2 separate regions of the Triticum aestivum genome follow, and region 1 is linked to region 2. Evidence: chromatin contacts called from public Hi-C data. All regions are on one chromosome and are shown on one strand. Each heading gives the region's core, a stretch centred on a gene start, on an enhancer-like site or on the middle of the called end of the contact. The rest is flanking DNA. Distances are from core to core; before and after follow the strand shown. Region 1 holds the start of LOC123165967 (ABC transporter G family member 42). Region 2 overlaps LOC123169569 (ABC transporter G family member 42).

What was found. Hi-C and Micro-C count contacts between places; a contact is called where the count stands out from the background.
Region 1: a contact with region 2 is called in a Hi-C map of leaf, with 5 times the contacts expected there. The contact joins the promoter of LOC123165967 here to the enhancer-like site in region 2. A contact is called at or near these places in 3 of 5 Hi-C or Micro-C datasets (leaf and an unstated tissue).

Annotation. Positions count from the first base shown.
Region 1 is chr7D:476,340,462-476,346,710 of IWGSC CS RefSeq v2.1, reverse strand. LOC123165967 (ABC transporter G family member 42) reads right to left here and starts at 4,693. Exons shown (of 21, transcript XM_044583729.1): 1 at 4,066-4,693; 2 at 1,763-2,217; 3 at 1,518-1,594; 4 at 877-930. The coding sequence starts at 4,481.
Region 2 is chr7D:476,277,163-476,283,784 of IWGSC CS RefSeq v2.1, reverse strand. It overlaps LOC123169569 (ABC transporter G family member 42), which reads right to left. Exons shown (of 21, transcript XM_044587434.1): 8 at 6,480-6,622; 9 at 6,235-6,395; 10 at 6,022-6,137; 11 at 5,785-5,941; 12 at 5,557-5,694; 13 at 5,293-5,468; 14 at 4,823-5,167; 15 at 4,268-4,558; 16 at 4,100-4,183; 17 at 3,862-3,995; 18 at 3,519-3,746; 19 at 3,266-3,437; 20 at 2,925-3,179; 21 at 2,244-2,838. The coding sequence ends at 2,569. Among protein-coding and RNA genes, the nearest start is that of LOC123169569, 17 kb to the right of the region's middle. Within about 2 kb of position 1,449, at least 1 of the 8 cell types and tissues checked has an H3K27ac peak or open chromatin away from gene starts, as enhancers often do. A contact at or near this core is called in leaf, where this site is marked.

The sequences.
Region 1 (6,249 bases), core at 3,444-5,943, 60 kb before region 2:
GTCCACGTCCGTCGCGGTCAAGTTAAGCACGGCGAGATTTCCATTTCGTTGAGGCCACTCGTCGTTAACCCGGGGTCAAACCGGGGGTTGATGGCCCGAAAGGAACCGTTACCCGCGATGCGGATGCGGGACAAAGAAAAGGCAGCCGCTCTGGCCGGGCATAACAGCAAACAGGTCACGGGCATCTCGCTGCCGGCCGCGGGTGCGATTCGCCTGCACCTGCGCCGATCCGGTGACGCCCGCCATTGGCACCATCATCATCATCAGGGTGAGGCGGAGCGTGCATCCATCCACCAACCCCCCGTCCCCAAAGCCAGGCACAGCGAGGCCCCACCCGGCGGTGGAAAATCGGAGCGGCGCTTTCCAGGCAAGTCAAAAGAGGGAGAAGGGGCGAGCGAACTGCGAGCCGACCCACTGCCTACTTGCTGCTGCCGACTCCCGCTGCCACCACTCGAGCGCAGTGCTTATCCTTCTGGCTGGCTCAGCCTCAACTACTACTCCTCGCTGCGACGACGGCGTGCGTGTCAGCCAGTGGAGGTGGCAGCGGCTTGGTTGGTGCTCTTGGTTCGCGCGGACCGTGTGCCGCCACCGTGCCTACTACACTACCACCACCTCTGCGTTGTGCCGTGCTGGCCATGATTGATTGGGATTGTTCCTTGCTTGAGTACACTACACAACTGGCCATGGCCATGATCAAGAAAGGGGGAACATTTTCTGGATCCGTGCAAATCTGTCAACGTGTGGTCGCTGTAGCATCTCGCCAACCTCGCCACGGTGCTAATTTCAGCCAGGCAAAAAAGCAAGACCAAGAAAACTGCAACTTCATACTACTACGTCAGTGAGGAAACATTCAGAAAGGCGTGCGTACGTACGTACCCTGAGGGTGTAGTCCGTCTGGAGGCTGCTCTCGACTCCTTCCATCGACGTGGCCTGGAGACAGACAGTGAATGCGTCATCGATGTGCACGGTACAGAGAAAGTAAATGAAGCTTGGAACCAAAGCATGTCTGGCTACTGTAGTACTGTCACACGTGATTAAAACAAGTCAATTTCATAAGACACTTCCCTTTTTTGTGAACCATCCGAGAACACGTCGGCCGGCGTACCTGCCGATCGTACTGCTCGTACATGTCTCACGCAAGTGTCATTTCGTTCCAAGAAAAATGGGCCTCCATTTCTAGCTTTAGGGACATTTCGGGTTCGGTGGTTGGAGAGAATATCCTCCGGTGAAAAACAAGTTGCAATGGAAATCATGTTTGAAAGTTTTGAAAATTTCTCAAAGAAATATGCATGGGATGTTAAATGTCACTATTCATTGTTGATTTATGTCCATGCAAAACCATCTCTTCTACATGCTCTATTTTTTCTGAGATTTTTTCAAGACTTCACAATATAGTTTATGTGGTTTCGCCGATTTGCATGGTAGTAACTTGGTTTCCACTGAATATTCTCTCCGGTAGTTAAGTTGAGCCTACAAACTGCGAAGAGTTTGCATGCCAAGATGTTAGGAAAGCTTACCTTCATAAAAAGGTCAACCTCCGGCTCCGGCCGTATGCCGGCCTCCTTCTCCCTCCTCGCCAGCTCGGTCAGGAGATCTGCATCAGAATATATTTGTCTCCCCATCATTCAAAATCCTCAATCATTCACCACTAGTCCTCCAAAAGCCAAGCCAGCAAGGCCATGGATTAAAATTCTCCACGCAATCCATGCACAGCTAGCCAGCTACCTACCTAGCTAGCTAGGTGAAGGGTTGGTGTACTTACCGTACTTGGTGCCGACGCCCTGGCACCTGGCCGAGAAGTCCAGCGTCTCCTTGACGGTCATCTCGCCGACGTGCACGTCCGTCTGGCTGATGTACGCCGCCGTCTTCTGCGGCACAAACTCCTCCAGCGGGAACCCGTTGTAGGCCACCTCGCCGGCGCGCCTCAGCGACGGGTCCAGCTTGCCGGCCAGCGCCAGCAGCAGGGTGGTCTTCCCCGACGACGGCGGGCCCAGCAGCAGCGTCATCCTCGAGGGCCGGACGGCGCCGGAGACGTCCTTGAGGATCGTGAGCGTCGCCTGCCGGCCCAGCCGCACGCCGAGCAGCCCCAGCGCGCCCTCCGCGATGTTGCGCGCCGAGTTGAGCAGCGTCGGCAGCGCGCGGCTGCCCACGTGGCACCGCGCCTGCACCGTCAGTCGCTCGAACCGCACCTCCACCGTCGGGAGCTCGATGCCCACCCTGCATGCATGCATGCCATTTTCAGTTCGGATTGTCGATTTAATTATATAATTATACCCTCTCCGTACCCAAGCAGAAAATAGATATAAATGAATATATCTCGAACTAAAAATACATCTAAATACATATATTTCTGCGACAAGTAATTCGAAACTGAGATCGTACTTTGTTAAGAGAAGTTACAACGAGGACCCTGATAATACTAATTAGTAAGGTATGAGGACACAAATAAACTATTTTATCATGTTCCATCGTCAACAATTATTTTTTATGTTGTCACACCAGAAAAGGAAATGACTTAGGTTACTAGGGGCCAGTTCTTTTGGACAATTCTTCGAGAATTGACCCCCTCCCCAGCTTCTCTCAGGATTGCCACTCTATATTTTCTTACAAATCCTAGCTAATTAGATCTTAACTAGCTAGGAATTATAAAAAAAGATGAAGTGGCAATTCTGGGAGAAGCTGAGGAGGGGGTCAATTCTCGAAGAATTGCCCAAAAAAACTGGCCCTAGTGATGTCATCATTCATTCATGTTGGGAGCAAAGCCGGCTGCGGTGTGGGTTTGGCTGTTAACTTTAGGCAACCTTTGGGACCAGAGACAGGCTGAATGTTTCCATCTCGAATCTCACACAAAGTGCATCATTTTGTATCAAGAAAGTAGAAAGATGCTCGGCTATACCCCTAAAATATTGCAAATTTGTTGTCCCGAAAGCAAAATGTGAAGAAACTTGAGCTGACACATATACCATTTTTTTTCTCCCGCAAAGAAAAAACACATATACCATTTTTCATTTGCAAAGGTTGAACCAAAGCGTACGCAGCTAGTGCTACCAGTGCACAACTCCATAGATTGTTGAGTCAACTACTAACTACCACGGTTGATCCTAATCCACAATTCGAATTAAAAAAGGTTATAACAAGAGGAGACTGCACTCACCAATTGTGTGGAGGTCAAAAATTAACTAACTCCACAGATTAATCAGCAAAAACAAGAAAGAACAGTTGGTGTGCTGATGTCATGCACATGTCTGCTGACGAAATTACGCAAGCCCTTGCAGTTGGTTTCAGTCAGTACTTGGATTTGGATCTGTTCACCTGCAGCGACATTTGGACAGATGCATCTGCTCCACTAATTAGTCCCTGGAGACATATCGCGAACAGGGATAGGGAAAGAAGTGAACGGGCATCCGCAGGTCTAGTGCCACATTGCCATCAATCCCTTTCCTTGTGCGTACAGCTTCAACCACACCAAGGCCGCAGATTACTCTTACTTTTCAATCGACACAGCACAGCACGTGTGAAAACCGAGCTCTCCTAAAGCCAAGGAAGGCCGCATTAAGGTCGGGAGCCTACCCCCACCCGGGCGGGTTAAAGTCTGAAATTTCGAAGTACGTATTATATGCAACGAATAACTCTGCAAGAAGGTCTGAATGGAGGATTGTATTCGTTTTGGGAGGGATATCTGATAGAGGAATCGGCAGCATGATTTTACCTGATCGAGTACACAATTGCGCAGTTGACAGGTACCTTTCCGAGTGTTTTGTAACATGTTTGTTGTGGGCATGATCAACGAGTTGTTGTTCTTGTAGTGTTTATATTAAGCAAAGAGCTAATGATTGAGATTATGCAACAACCGTGACATGCAATGGCGTGCGCCTGCACGTAGTGCTCTACCACGGCCAAAATTTTAAGCCAGCGAAATCGCATGCGTAATCAACTTTGTACGTATTTTGTTAGTCGCACACGAATACAAAACACAAAATGAGTAACTGCAAACTGGCAGCTCAAGTGGATTACGTATGTTTGTAGTTAATTGTTGGCGAACAAAGCAGGTAATGTAGTACGTACCTGTCGATGCGGTCGCGGAGCTTTCGGAGGAAGCGCCGGTTGTCCTCCTCGGCGACGCGGAAGACGCGCTCGATGAACTCCTGCCGCTCGCCCACGGCCAGCTTCCGCACGTCCACCTCCTTGTACTGCTGCTGCTGCTTGCCTCCTTCTGCCGTCCCGGCTGGTGGCGAGTCGGCGGCCGCGGCGGCCGCCTCGGCCTGGAGGATGGACGTCCTCATGCGGCTGTAGGTGGGGAGGCGCTCGATGGCCGCCCACCGCAGCGCCTCCTCGTCGTCGTCGGCGTGGCCCCTGCTCCCGCGCCTGCTCCCGCCGCCGCTGCCGTGCAGGAAGGCCTCGTCGACGCCCCACGTCTCCACCCCCATCCCCCGCCCGATGCTCCGGCTCATCCGCCGCCCCGAGTCCCACACCTTCTCCATCGCGCCCGAAGCTCGGTCGATCACCTTCGATTACTGGAACAAGCACGTCGGAGCTGGCTAGTCAGCGAGCTGCGCTTGCGCGGTGGCGTGCGCGTCGTTAGTGCGGCAGTTGGTGGTGTGCGGCGAGTGCCATGCGCGCGGGGCGGCCCGGGCCGCGGTGATGAGAGCGGGAGCAGGAAAAGAGATGAGTGGGCTGGCGCTGGCTGGGGGGATGAATGGCAGCCGTGGTGGTGCGCGGCACTTTTATACGCGGGCGGTCGCGCGTGGGGTTGGCGCCGGTGATTTCCCGCGATTCCTCCCTCGCGCTGCCTTTTCCCCGGCTTTGCGACTACGGGCACGGGCCCGAGGTGGTGCGTCGCCGTGTGACACATTTGGTGGTCTTTGTGGGTTGGTGGGGGCGAACCTCTACTCGGGTGGGGTCGACGGTTGACTGCGGCGGGATGGGTGTTGCGTCGTGTTGGATTGAGCCGAGCCGAGCGGCGGTGCGGCGCACGGTGAAACGGCCCCGTTGCCCGCTCCCGCGAACCGGTGCCGCGGTAGGTGGCGGCCGGGGGCTCGCAGGGTACGTGGCCCGGCGAGGTGCGTGCACGGTGCATCCATGGCTGCGTGCGTGTGAGGTTCTAGCGGTGCGCGCCGACCAAAAGTTTCGTGTCGTCGGCTTCAGTTACTGTACCGAGCACAGCGCCGGGATTGATTGGTCGTCTGGACGGTGTATGTTGCCGCGATGTTGCAAGGCGGACCTTTGCCCTTCTCCTGCCAGCATTTCAATGTTAATATGAACGGAAAACGGTTGTTGAGCTTTTGTTTGTGGCTGCTGCTGTTGCGATTCTTGACTCTAGAGCTTGTGCGTGCGATGCACGTCAGGGGTGGTCAGGATCTCGAGTAGTAGGTGCTGCACTCGGGTGACACTGAGCCATGCATGAGCGGAGCGGAGCGCGCGCTTCTTGGTGCCACCGCATGATTAGAACTGTACTACTCCATCTCCGTGAGAGGCGTGCCCAGGGGATCGCCCAAGTAGAAACAGAATAGACGAAGGTCCCTACGTGCTGCACGGCCACGTTTTCTTTTCGCCGAACGAATGGGAAGGGACCTGCTAGAAAAACATAGGCTGGCAAAAAGTTTAGTGAGGGCTGCACTAACCCGATTAACTGAATAATCAAACATTGCAGCTGTGTGCCTGGAGCTCGCACGTTTTTTTAGCACCCTTACGAAAAGGAGATATAGATATGTATGCATGATGCCTATCGTAATGCGATGCTTGCGGTTCGCGATTACGAATGGGATCTCCGCATGAAAAGCCGTTTACTCGCTGAGAAACGACGGAATAACGAGTCATCTGCTTCACACGTATTGGAGCAACCTTGGTTTTGCCAAATGATAGTACTCCCGCCGGTTCATAATAGTTGTTGCTGATTTAATATAACTTTATATTAAAATCTGTTAAAGTGACGATAATTAATATGGATCAGAGCCGCTTGACCACCCATGCGACCGCTCCCATGTCATTTCCCCCGCGGGCGACCCGGGAGAGCTCTCCCCGCCGCCGACCAGGTACCCCTCCTCCCCTAGACACCGCCAGCGGGGTGATCTCCCTCTCTAGCAAAAGCAAGGCAGCGTGGGACTGGTCGCATGTCAGTAACGCGGGGCGGTGGTCCAGCTCTCTCCCTCCCGCGTCGTGGTGGCGTAGTCGGCCCAGCCTTGCTCCCTTTGCCCCACAGCTCGCCTGGGCACGGGCTAGGGCATGGTGGCGGCGGATCTGGGGTCTCCT
Region 2 (6,622 bases), core at 200-2,699:
GAGTAATCAAGTGTGTTGGGTAATGTGGTGCACCCCTGCAGGGAAGTTATCTATTCGAATAGCCGTGTCCACGGCACGGGCGCTCGGATTTGTATCCTGATCTATTACAACTAGAAATGGATACTTGAGACATGAGATGGATATGCTGGCTCCGGGATTGCTTTCTCGCAGGGAGCCGAGGAAGGATTTCTGGGCGTTAATATTACAACATGTTTGTTAAATTATAAAATGCTATTATATACTCTTCTGAATGCTGCAAGATGCTTGAAGATACTTGAAGATGCTAGTCTTCGATAGGCTAGGCATTTCCCTCTATTCCGACATTCTGCAGTTCAGTCCACAGATACATCCCTTCCCTTGATACCAATGCATACTTAGTATAGATCTGATGCTTGCGAGTACTTTGGATGAGTACTCACGGTTACTTTGCTACCCTTTGTCCCCCTTCTTCTTATTTCTTTCCGGTTGTTGCAACCAGTTGGCGGATCCCAGGAGCCAGATGCCACCTCCGTCGACTACTACTACTACCCCGAGGGTGCCTACTACTACGTGGAGGCCGCCGACGACTAGGAGTAGTTAGGAGGTCCTAGGCAGGAGGCCTTGCCTCTTCGATCATTGTTTATTTTTGTGCTAGTTTTCTTAAGGCAAACTTGTCTAACTTATGTCTGTACTCTGATATTGTTGCTTTCGCTGACTCGTTTGTATTCGAGCCCTCGAGACCCCTGGTTTGTAATATGAAGCTTCTATTATTTTATTTATATCTAGAGTTGTGTTGTGATATCTTCCTGTGAGCTCCTGATCTTGATCGTACATATTTACGTGTATGATTAGTGTACGATTGAATCGGGGCGTCACACCGCCCCCGATGTCATCGTCATCCTCCTAATTGATTGAAGGAAGGGCAATTGGCTGCCCTCAGTGGACGATAGCCGGTTGGTGAAGTACTCCCGCGCGGGCTTGATACTTGCGCACGCTCAAAATCGTTGGAGGGTGTACGGCGGCGAGATGGCGTAGGCTCCACAAGGGAACGAGCACGTCCTTGACCTCCCCTTTGTGGATTGAGGTACTCCCTCCGTTCCAAATTACTCGTCGCAGAAATGGATGTATCTAGAACTAAAATACATCTAGATACATCCATACCTGCGACAAGTAATTCGGAACGGAGGGAGTATTTCCTTTCCCCTACACAATTTTGTGCGGGGCCCCTCTTCTTCTATGGCATCCAGCTCCATCACTTGAGCCCCAACAGCGTGCTACACATTGTGTGTTTCATCACACTATGAATGCTTCTAGCGGGAAAATCTTGTACGACCGGGTCGTACGCAGCCGATCGGGAGACCCACTCCCGCTTGCGACAACTGGCAATACGAATCTCAGCGCACTGTCACCTTATCCCAAACTTAACTGAGCGTGTTATCAAATCCCTAGCCCAGGTCAATGCCCAATCTCTCCAACTACCCATATTCCTGTCACCGGTGTGGTCCGCCCGACTGGTCACCACAACGCCGTCGGCGTGCTCCTCGACGCTGGGTGCAACTCCTCTGCTCGGCGTGCTCCATTCCCGCCTGGAACGGCCGCTTTCATTGGCGGCCCAGGTCGCGGCACCGTCGCATCGCATCTGCTCACGGCACTCTATCCCCGCCGGCCTGCTCACGGCACTCTATCCCCGCCGGCATCCGCCATGTATTCCGGCGACACAAGTCGCGGCACAACCCATCTACCCTTGTCCTGCCGCCGTCCATGGCAATGCTCCCCGGGCACACTCGCGGCGCTGCCGGTGACTCGTTGCCGTCGTCGGGCTGCGCCATGCCACGCCGTCGCCAGCGAGATGGAAGAGACAAGATGTGATTCTGTTGGAAGACAATCAGATTACATGCTGAAAGGCCGGGGTGTGGGACGTGGGAGACGGGGTGGGCTGGAACCAGGAAATCTGGGAACACCGCGTTAAGATTCGTACTGCCAGTTGGCGCAAGCGGGAGTGGGTCTCCCGATCGGTTGCGTGCGACCCGGTCGTACAAGATTTTTTTCCGCTTCTAGCCGCATTTGGGGCTCCGGAAGTAGATTTTCTTCGTGAAGCCACATCCGGTGAAAACGTGCGAGCGGATGTCAATATGGCCATGCGCGGCTCCTACAGGACACGACGGTGTCCCCGGCATGCCCGTGCTACCGCCGTTGCGGTAATGGGGCGGGGTCAGAGAGAGTGAAGCGGAAGAGGAGGTGAGGAAACGGAGACTCACTACTAGTGGGTTCCAAATGTAAGAAATTTTATAGACTGTAGTTTTGCGGAATCTGGATCTAGCAGCACTCCAAGGTCTCTAAAAATATTTTACAGTGCACTCTAAAGTCATTATACAGAATGGGATTGTACAGAACCTGCAAGAGTTGCTCTTACAAGCCTGGAAGGTTGTGTGCGTCCTCACCATATTTGTGTATCTATTTGTAATCCAAAAAAAAAAAACTACATCCATACTTACACCGGCAAACATGGAAGTACAAAAGAGGAGTTGGTTCCGGAAAAAATCAGCCATATTGCCTTCCGAGATCTTGTCTGTTGGCTTTCAGTTCCTACTATCGTTGTTGGAAGCTCAACTTCTTGAGGCAGAGAGCATACATGAACGCGAAGAACACTGCAAAGAGCACAAGCACCGGTGCAACGACCGCCATGAAGCTCCTGTGGTATCCAAAATGATGAGTTATGTAGTAACTGATTGTCTGGTCTGATTGGCCTGGTACAGAGATGGTCTCTTCCAGGTCTCCATATTGTGTCACTATGAGCCCATAAACTGTCCATGCCAATGGGCAAATCCAGTAGTACCAGATCCACCATTTGGGTATTTTCTGAACAAAGTAAGAGGAAACTAAGTAATTGGTCTTATGAAAGAGAAGGGATTGCAACAATATTCTAATCAAGAAACAGAACTTACCAGTCTTGGGATGAAGAATCCAGAGAAAAGGTTGAAGAGGGAATAGAAAGCTGCGGCGAAGATGGCTGCAATCTCATGGTTTGGTGATATTGATACAGTCATCATCCCATAGTAGGTGAAGTAGAGGAAGGAAAAGTAGGAGACGAAGAAGAACCAGAAGAACTTGGCAACCGTCCACTGGAAGCCCATCATCGCGTATATGATAAGGGTGTAATACGAGGCTTGGACGAAGACATAAGGTATCTCCATGACAACCTGAAGCAACACACAAGGCTTGAGATACCTGAAGAAGCCAATGACAATCTTGCTACTTTAGCTTTTCAGTTTTACTATTTTCTTACCTGAGCAATGGCATAGGGCATTGCAGAGTACATCCCAGCAGCCCTCTCTCGGTAGAAAACTGTTCTCTCGATTGAAACAATTGGCTGAACGCTTGAACAGTTGTTGATGCCGACAAACATCACTGCTGTATACATTGCTCCAATGACCATTCTAAGAGTATTGGCATCTCCGCTGCATCACAAAGCACCAAAAATTCAGATGCTGATACATTAGGTTTAAGGAATCAAAGATGAAGATAAGTACAATACTTACATATTGCTGCCGATCTTCCAAAAGATGGAGCCGAGCAGCAAGGCTGTGAACAAAGTGAAGGAAAATCTGACGAGGTTGTAATCTGGACTGCGCCAATAGGTCAGCCAATGCTTCCAGAGGCAGGCTTTGAACTGCCCTATAATGGATTGAGAATATTCTGTAGGAAAATACAGATCTGATGTTCCTGGTTCTGGTTGACTTAGCCGGTTAACCAATGCCTTGTTTTTCCTAGAAATACAGCCAGGGTATTCCATAAGAATTTTGTTACATCAAGTTGTATCTCGATTATACGCTTTGAGAAAAGCATTAGAGGCCCATGCGACAAAGAACATGTTTTGCTTACTTAAACAGATCCGAAGTCTTGTAGTAGTCAGCAAAATCCATGTTTAAGCGTACTTCTGCAGCAACTGAACTGACCTCAAGCATCCATGTTGCAGGATTGTACTTATCTTTGATTTTAGGCACTCCAGGAATTGCCTAGTAGCATTGAACATAAGATTAGAGAAAAAAATTTGATTTTAGTTATTTATATGATATCTCCCACTGCAAAAGAGATCATCATCGTGTGAAATTATCTGTACCTCAAAGTATTCGACCATTTCCTGTGAGTTGAGACCCAGTTTCCCAGAGTATATCACCTGGCCTCCTCTTTTCAGTAATAGCAACTGCAGAAAAGATCACGAGTTATCGCTTAGATGCTGATAAGTTGAACTACTGCTTAAAATTATTTTTCTATGTTCAGTAGTCACCTCATCAAAAGCTTCAAAGATGTCAATGCTTGGCTGGTGGATTGTGCAAACCACAGTCCGTCCAGTGTCAACAGTGTTCCTCACTGTTCTCATAACAATTGCTGCTGCTCTTGCATCAAGACCTGATGTTGGTTCATCCATGAAGATGATCGATGGATTTGCGACAAGCTCCACAGCTATAGTTAACCTCTTTCTTTGCTCTGTTGAAAGCCCTGAAATTCCTGGCAGGCCGACTAAAGCATACTTCAGATTGTCAAGCTCCACTAGCTCCATAACTTCATCAACAAATTGCTGAAACCATAGAAACATGTAAGATACTTGCTTGATAAAGCAAACAAAAATTTCCAAGTTACATGAACGTTTCTTGACATATTTATCAAATCTCAAACATCTAATTAACTTACACCAAGATCCAAGAGCTATATACACTGATTATAACAAGCATATGAAACTTTTTATTCAACTCGTTGAAGTAGCAAAGATTTGATATTCCAATATAACTTGAGAAACAGCTACAGATATAGGCATTCCGAGAGGCAAAAAGACATGACTTACTATCTTGATATCATCAGTGATATCTTGATCTCCGATCTTTTCAGGAAGACGCAAGAAGGCAGAGTATATAAGAGATTCTCTAATCGTGACCTGAGGTGAATGGATATCATTTTGCTCACAATAACCAGAAATCCTTGCAAATGTTGTTTGGTTTTTTGGATAACCAGAAATTCTGACATCTCCTTCAATATAACCACCAGTCTTTCTTCCAGCTAAAACATCCATAAGAGTCGTCTTTCCAGCTCCACTGACTCCCATGAGCGCTGTTAGCATTCCTGGTCTAAATGATCCAGTAACGCCACGTAACAATTGGAGCCTATCATCCGTCACTCTTTGTTTCATTTCCTATATAGATAAAAAAAGTGCTCAGAAATATTCCAGATTTTAAACTGAGATGGAAGTTAAGATAATAACATGACAACATTGAAGGAAAAGAATTCTGGAAAAAAAATGTGCATAAGTGTGCTCACTGCAGGCATGTCGACATAGTAGTTCACATCCTCAAAACACATGGATAGAGGGGAGAATGGAAGAACCATTCCTCTTCTTGGAGAAGAATCATTTCTGCCAATGGACTTGACTCGTGAAATCGCATTTGATGAACTATTGCCCAAACGAGTCATAGGTCTCATCTCACCCATTTCCTCTGAAATAGTTACAGTTTTATTCATCAATTTTAGAAATTTTTACTTATTCTGTCACATTTACATATGAGTTCAGTCAGAATTGCTTACTATTACTGGAACCATCCTGCGATTTCATCCTGCCATTTCTTCTTGTACTATCATTGCTAACTGCCTCTCTTGGGAGGCCATTGCCTTCTGCTTCCTTTGCAGTTTCTTCAGATATAACAGCTTGTGGTTGGCCCAAGGCTAACAAGCAAAGAGTAAGTGGGTCACATACCGATAAAGAAATTATTATCAGAATTCAGGGTTCACTTAGATTAATGTTCCAACACTTACGATTCAGATACGCGAGGGACATAGTGAAGAGCACATTGAAGAAGATTGTGAAACCTAACAGCCCTGCTGCTCCAATCCAGAACCAGTTTTTGTCAGTAAAGATGTTTGTGCCTTCTAGCATAGCTATACCTAGTCTTTTGGAAACACCATTCTTGTCCTATCAGCATTTTTTTAACACAGCTTGTTAGAAAAGCATACACCTCAATCAGTGAAAGATCAGTGCTGCAATGAGCTAACCGTTACAAACTTGTCCATCCATCGAGTAGCATAGAATTCATTCACTACTAGAGCATTATATCCATACACCAGCGGTGAAATCCAATAACCCCAGGTCCACCATTTTGGGATGAAGTCTGTTAACAATGGAGAGCGAAGGACTAGTCAGCAAAGCTGCAGCACTGATCTGCAGAAGTCAGTGTGAAGTGAAAATGAACAAGATAAGTAATCGACCTTTTGGCAGAAGAAAGCCTCCAAGGGAAAAGAAGAAGAGAAGGAACAAGGCTCCTCCGGTTTGAGCAATAATCATGGATCTGCACAGTGCAGCAATTGCTCTGAAAAGCCCAGCAGCCATCTGCTGGATCAAGAACACAAGTAGCAACTGCTTGAAAAACCTGCGGACAAAGATTGCAATTTAGGGGTCACAAAAGTGATAGTTCCTGATTCACCTAACAAAGTGTTGTCTACTCGATATGTACCTGTCAGCTTCTGGGGCAAATCCCATAGTGTAGTATGTGACAACCACCCAGACTGTGGTTTCGATAATTGAAAATGGGATTGTGAGAACGACATTCGGTAGTGTGAATATCCAAGCAGGGTAGAAGAGGAGGTCCCGGTGCTT